Regions from separate parts of the Mus musculus genome. Here region 1 is linked to region 2. A link is a contact called in public Hi-C data. All regions are on one chromosome and are shown on one strand. The core of a region is the stretch at or near the end of the contact, and the rest is flanking DNA. Distances in the headings are between cores, read along the strand shown. Region 1 has its middle 13 kb from the start of Gm38863. Region 2 overlaps Adamts9 (a disintegrin-like and metallopeptidase (reprolysin type) with thrombospondin type 1 motif, 9).

What was found. A called contact is a pair of places that touch in the nucleus more often than the background predicts.
Region 1: a Hi-C map of trophoblast stem cells shows a contact between it and region 2, with 2.3 times the contacts expected there. The contact joins two enhancer-like sites. A contact is called at or near these places in 9 of 484 Hi-C or Micro-C datasets (the HL-1 cell line, Sertoli cells, embryonic stem cells and 5 more), 5 of 115 datasets of contacts at active chromatin or transcription factors (embryonic midbrain, embryonic stem cells and pancreatic cancer cells) and 1 of 9 other capture datasets (embryonic stem cells).

Annotation. Positions count from the first base shown.
Region 1 is chr6:93,179,823-93,182,847 of GRCm38.p6, reverse strand. No RefSeq gene overlaps it. Among named protein-coding and RNA genes, the nearest start is that of Gm38863, 13 kb to the left of the region's middle. Within about 2 kb of position 1,382, at least 20 of the 459 cell types and tissues checked have an H3K27ac peak or open chromatin away from gene starts, as enhancers often do. A contact at or near this core is called in trophoblast stem cells, where this site is marked.
Region 2 is chr6:92,778,185-92,781,210 of GRCm38.p6, reverse strand. The region is part of intron 38 of Adamts9 (a disintegrin-like and metallopeptidase (reprolysin type) with thrombospondin type 1 motif, 9); the gene reads left to right. Among named protein-coding and RNA genes, the nearest start is that of Gm52913, 7.0 kb to the left of the region's middle. Within about 2 kb of position 1,345, at least 13 of the 459 cell types and tissues checked have an H3K27ac peak or open chromatin away from gene starts, as enhancers often do. A contact at or near this core is called in trophoblast stem cells, where this site is marked.

The DNA.
Region 1 (3,025 bases), core at 133-2,632, 400 kb before region 2:
GTCTCGCTTCTGCTCTAGATGCTAGTGAAAAGTGCCAAGTGCTATCACAAATCCTTGCTGAGCCAGGTTCAAAACGTGACCGCACAGATATGTAAACATTATTAGTGTTGCCCCGTCATCCCGTACAGCTTGATTTCTCTTTGGAGCTCTGTCAACTCCTATTTCAGAAGAACAGAGTTTTGCATTTTCAGGGTCCAGATCAAGAGTTTGCTCCCTTGTCTGGGATCTACAAAGGATCCTCAGCAGGGTGTGGTCACTTTCACAGCTGATCACACTGGAACATCCCAGCCCCACATCTTGCCAGATAGCCTCCACTGGCTTTTCATGTTCTCTCGACAGTCTAGTCTCTTCTGGCCTTTCTCAAATGCAAGCTGCATCACCTCTGTGTTCCTGTGTTTCTCTTTGCTGGTACATAAAGACAGTCTGTAATATGGCTGCTTCATGTCACCATGGTCTAACCACCTTCTTCTCCATTTTATCTTTTTCATGCATAACTATATATTTATTCTGTCACTTTGGGCCATCATTGTAGCAAAAATTATTAATGAGTACCATAAAGGTTTTTAGGGTTTTTACAGTTTAAAATTAAACTTTTTGGTTGGCAAAGAAATGAGTTTCATTACGTTAATGTTCCTTTTCTCTTTTATTTTATTAGATCTTTGATAATCTCAAACAATGCATTTTGATCTTATTCATCTCTTTCCCCCAACCCCTTCCATACCTACCCCCTCTTCCCTACTGGCCTTGTCATCTCTCTCTTTACTTTTTTAGACCTACCTAATGCAATTTGTGCCATCTATATATTCTTGGATGTGTGTCCTTCCATCAGAGTGTGGGCCCATTACCAGGGCCTACACCTTAAAACCTGACAGACATCTCCTTGTAGCTGTCAACTGTCATTATGGAAGGTCAGAGCTGTATTATACTATTTGCTCAGAACTTCTTTCATTTCCCATGATGCTCCTTGTTCCTTCTTGTCACAGGATTGTGACAAGGCTGTGCTTTCTCCTGTCACCATTAGCTTTATTGACTCCATTAGAAGTGGTCCCTGTCCTTCTAGGCAGGCGACTCACAATGCAATCTCAGAACACCCTGGGGCTTTGCTTCATAGTATTGTGCCCGTTAATTTGATTAATGTCTGTCTCCCTCTTTGGACTGAGAGCTCTAGTAAGGTGAGCATAGTGTGTGTGTGTGTGTGTGTGTGTGTGTGTGTGTGTGTGTGTGTGTGTACTTTTGCCCCAGGTCCTAGAACTGTGCTCAGTTCAGAGTGTGGAGCAGGACATTTCACATTCAGCCTTTTGGACCTCTTTAGAAGCAGGTATGTGAACCAGTGCTCACATTCAGCCTGGAATCTCAACTCAGCGGGGAACAGCCAAAGGCAAATCACCAAGGGATTAAAGAGCCAGGTTTAGGGGCAGGAAGAACCTTTCCAGTATCAGTGTTGATGTCTCAAAGCCTTGGTATTTATGGTTTCTCCTTTGTTTGGTTTGGACGCAGGCATTCCTCTATCTCCTTTGGAGTCTGCCATTTCCTTGTTTAGGGATTTAATTAAGTCTGCTCCTAACATGCTACAAACAGCCAGTGGGGGTGGGGAGAGAGAGAGAGAGAGAGAGAGAGAGAGAGAGAGAGAGAGAGAGAGAGAGAGAGAGAGACAGAGAGAGAGAGAGAGAGAGTGAGAGAGAGAGAGAGAGAGACAGAGAGAGAGACAGAGAGAGAGACAGAGAGAGAGAGAGAGATCTGCACTGGGGAGATATGTTAGTTGTGCACAGTTTAGCGAAGCTGAGGGATTTACTGTGTGCATAGCTCCATGGTGGATCTGCCTGTGCTGTTAGTCTAATCCCAGATTTCGAGCTGTTCCCTCGGCTTTGTGTTTCCTAAGGGATCTAATTCTAAGTAGGAGCAAAACCAGAAATCAGACTTGTCCATAAACAAAGAGAAGTATTTTCTTCAGGAGCCTTATTCCAGCAACGGATGGGACCACGGTGTGAGAATGCTAGCAATTACCAGTAGTGGAGAAATAGCCTTGCTTAAACTTCTTTTTTAAAGTGTCGAGTGCTTTGCCTACAGTGTCTTATGTAATATCTACAACCATCCTAGGAAGGGCTCTGTATGACCAGGGTGAAAACTGCAGCAGAAGGAAGCCGACCCTTTCCCGGAGACCACACAGGAAGCAACAGGTGGTAAAAGAATTCAGAGGGGTGCAGATGATCTTTCTGTCTCACCGCCCCTCACCACCGTTTTATCTTCCCCTTTGGTCTCTCATCGTTCCTTCCATAAATCTTTTATTTTCAGGGCTTTATTGTATAATGGTCACCAGGGAAATCAAAGGATGGTAACTTACAAGGCTCTTTCCCTGGAAAAGTTGACCACCCTGTGGGTTATAGATTGGCTAATTTCCTTGCTGACATCTTTCCTGTTTTCTTTTTTTGTCCCTTTTAATTAATTGACTAATTAATTAATTAATTTTAATTTGTTTAAGCAGAATATTATTCATACCCCAAGCTGGCCTGGAATTCACTATATATCCCAAATCGGCCTTGAACTGGAAGGCAACTTTCTTTGCTTGTCCTCCCAGGTACTAGATTTGTGCTACCATGCCTGGCTCCTTACTAACCTGACTGAGCACTTCTGAGACCCAGGCTTTTGATACCCTATTTGTGATAGTTTATTATGCCCACGTTGATGATCTTACCCCTTCCTTTAAATAAGAAAATGGAAGCCTGAGGTGAACCAACTTCCTGTTAGTTCTCAGGGAGGCACCTAAGAGTTCATTATTTAGGGTAATTTGCTCAGCCTGGATGAAAGAAAGCCTCAGACTTATCTGACTTAGTGAAATGTCCATACATTACACTAAACTGTAGCAACATGAAGAATGCATAGATAAAGGGACTTCCAAGGCACTTTAAGAGCCTTGGGTAAGATGCATGTATCTTTACCCAAAGAAGGCTTTTTGAAGAATTCTAGGACAAAGAAAACTTAAACATATCCAGTTTTTGTGGTAACTTTATCCTTTGCATTACATTAG
Region 2 (3,026 bases), core at 96-2,595:
CTAGAATCCTCATGATGGTGTGCCACCATCTCTAAATCCAGTCCTGGGATGATCTGATGCCTCTTCTGGCATGCACTTGAGTGTGCGAGTGTGCGTGCACGCACACGCTGGCACACACACATGTGTACACATACACACACATACACACACGGTGGGGGGAGAGAGAGAGAGGATGTTGCTAGTTGAATTCTAAAGATACAATACAAATAACTGGGTAACATTTTAACACATCTACCAAGGAAATAATAGAATATTGGAGAAGGAAAATATTTTGTCTAACTAGTGTTTTCTATTATCAAAATTTATGGTAAACATTTGTCTGTTAATGCTAATGGGAAGGAGATCTTTCGTTCGTGTTGCTAAATGCCTTTTTACGTAGACAGCCATTGCCAAGCACTACCATCTCTTCACAACTGTACACTTTTAATCACGCATGCTCAAGTCTGTCAGGCATTTGTAAAACTGTCCTAGAGTTTTCTTCTGGCCTTTGCTTGTTTACAAGGTTTATTGTTTTGCTTACAAGTGTGTCCCCGCCTGCATGGGCTTTACTTACCAGATGCGTGCAGGTCCTCTAGAACGTCTTGGATTCCTTGAGGCTGCGCTTACAGGCCAGTGTGAGCCTGGTGTGGGTGCTAGACAGCAGTGAGCGTTCTTAACTGCTGAGCCATCTCTCCTGCACCTTGATACCTGTTCTTCCATTAATCATTTGCAGCTGAAAGTTATCTGGGAGCGTCCTGTTAAATGGCCTGGTTAAATGGATTTTGAAATATGAAAATTATGTCCTCCACACATCAAAGTCCAGGTCTGCAGTTTGTGCTCAGGAAACACAATCACTGTGAGTGTGTACGGAATAGAGATGCATCTCCTTGTCTTAACTTGCGATGGCCCTAGGAAGGGCATTTAAAAAGCTTAACACTGCTTGTCATTTAAGCCATATCACTTAAACATAGTTTAAGTGTTCCCTATCAGGATCTCCTTCCTCCGTTATAGGCTAAGTTTCTTATTAGTAGCAGAGCTGACGTTCAAAGCCACTGAGGGTTCACTTGTAGTGACCGGGAACAGATTTTATTCTCACCTCTGACCTCAAAAAACTTATTCAAAATATTGGCTGCTGTTCAGCTCTTACCCCATACAATAGAATAGGTCAAATGTTTGGACTCTAGGCCTCACCAAAAGGAATCCTAAAATTGGGTGGCTGAAGAAAAGGGAGTGAGCGAGCTAAGGACCAGTGTTCCGCCCCTCCCTTGCCTCTTCCTTTGCCCCTCCCCCGTCCCTCCCCTGCCCCTCCTCCCTCCCTCCCTCTCTCTGCTTCCTGACTGTGAAGGCCATACTGCCTCACTGCCCTGCCCTTCAAGATAGCCTGCCAGGCAGCAAGCACACACTAGGCTAGACTGGAGGGAAGCTTAGCTGGGATGGCTGGGTGCAGTCGGGATCTTGGTCGGCCGTGAGTGCACAGGTAAAGAACACAGACACACACAGACACACACAGACACACACAGACACACACAGACACACACACACACACACACACACACACACACATACACACACAGGAGCAGCTTCAAAAAACTGGTTCAGTTTATTGGGGGAGGGGGGAACAAAGACTATTTAAACTTTTGGGTGGGGAGGGGCTATCAGGATGAGTGCATGTGATTGGCTGGGGCCAGGATGTTGGGGATGCCTCATTTGCATAAGGAAGAATTCCAGGTGCTGCTGGACATGACTTTATAAGAAGGGGGAAAGGAAGTTTAACCGGGCTACTGGCTATGTGACAACGCCTCTGATGAGGCAAGGGTAGGAGGCACAGGGATATGAGCATCAGAGTATGCTGGCCCAAGGCAGGGGAGAGGAGGTGGTGTAGGGCTGGGGGTGGGGAAGCGATCGTACTCCTGCAGATCTCAGGACCTGGGTTTGGGCATGCTTCAGCCCCACTCTCGCTCCAGGCCTTCTCCTAGGCTCCCTGGCCCCACACTATCCGACCTGCAGCCTCACTTCCCTGCTGCCACGCGGTTTCACACATGACAGGCAGTACTCTGAAACTGGGGCCCTAAATAAACCCTTGCCTCCTCCTCTCCTGAGTTGTTTCTGTTGGGTACTTTGTGTCGCCAAGGAGAAAAGTAACTAGTATCACCAGAGAGTCTCTCGGTCCCTCGCTCTGGTTCCTTCTCCACAGCTTTGCATTCCAGTCTGCTTCTCAGAGACATTGCACACACATGTATCCTAGTCATCGCACAGTGAGTGGGCTCTCCTTGAATAAAGAGCAAGATCTTTGGGATTTGTTTCCCCTCCACCTGCTCCTTCGGTTCTTGCTGTTAAATAAAATATAATTAGCTTGGTGGGTAAATTAATTTTCTCTTATTTTGCTAAGAATTGAGGCACATGGAATGTACCTAATCCCACTTGTTGTTTTTGTGAACCAAATATGCTGTGTTGATTGATATTCTATCTTAAATTTCCCGCATTTTGATGGTGGCTTTCTCCTAAGCTGGAAATACTGTGATAAGTGCTCAGTGTGGGGATGCCCTCTGTTGTTGTTATTTTCTTAAGCCTACTTGTAATACTGTTGTGTGATAAACACAATAATTTATTGCCTAAAATTGATCACAGAACACTCCACATGCCCCTGTATCTTAAGAGCAGGACATTTAAAGCCCACTGTCCTCATCTTCTCCTTGATGTATCACAGTCCGATGGGCTCCTGGATTAGTGACTCGTGCCAATGCCGTGACAAAATGCCCAATAAAACCAACTGAAAAGAAGAAGGGTTTATTCTGGCTGTCTGAGGGTGCACCGTCCATCGTGAGGAGGAAGGCGTAGTGACAGGAGCAGGAGGAAAGACAGCGATCCCATTGCATCCACAGCCAGAAACCAAAAGATGAATGGGGGAAACACAGGCTTTCCTCATTCTCCCCCCACACCCCGCCCCCGCGCTAACTCAGCCTCAGCTCTGAGCCTGTGTTTAGAGCAGGTGTTCCCTCCTCTGAGACACATCCAGGAGAGCATTTCTAGGTGATTCTAAATCCAGA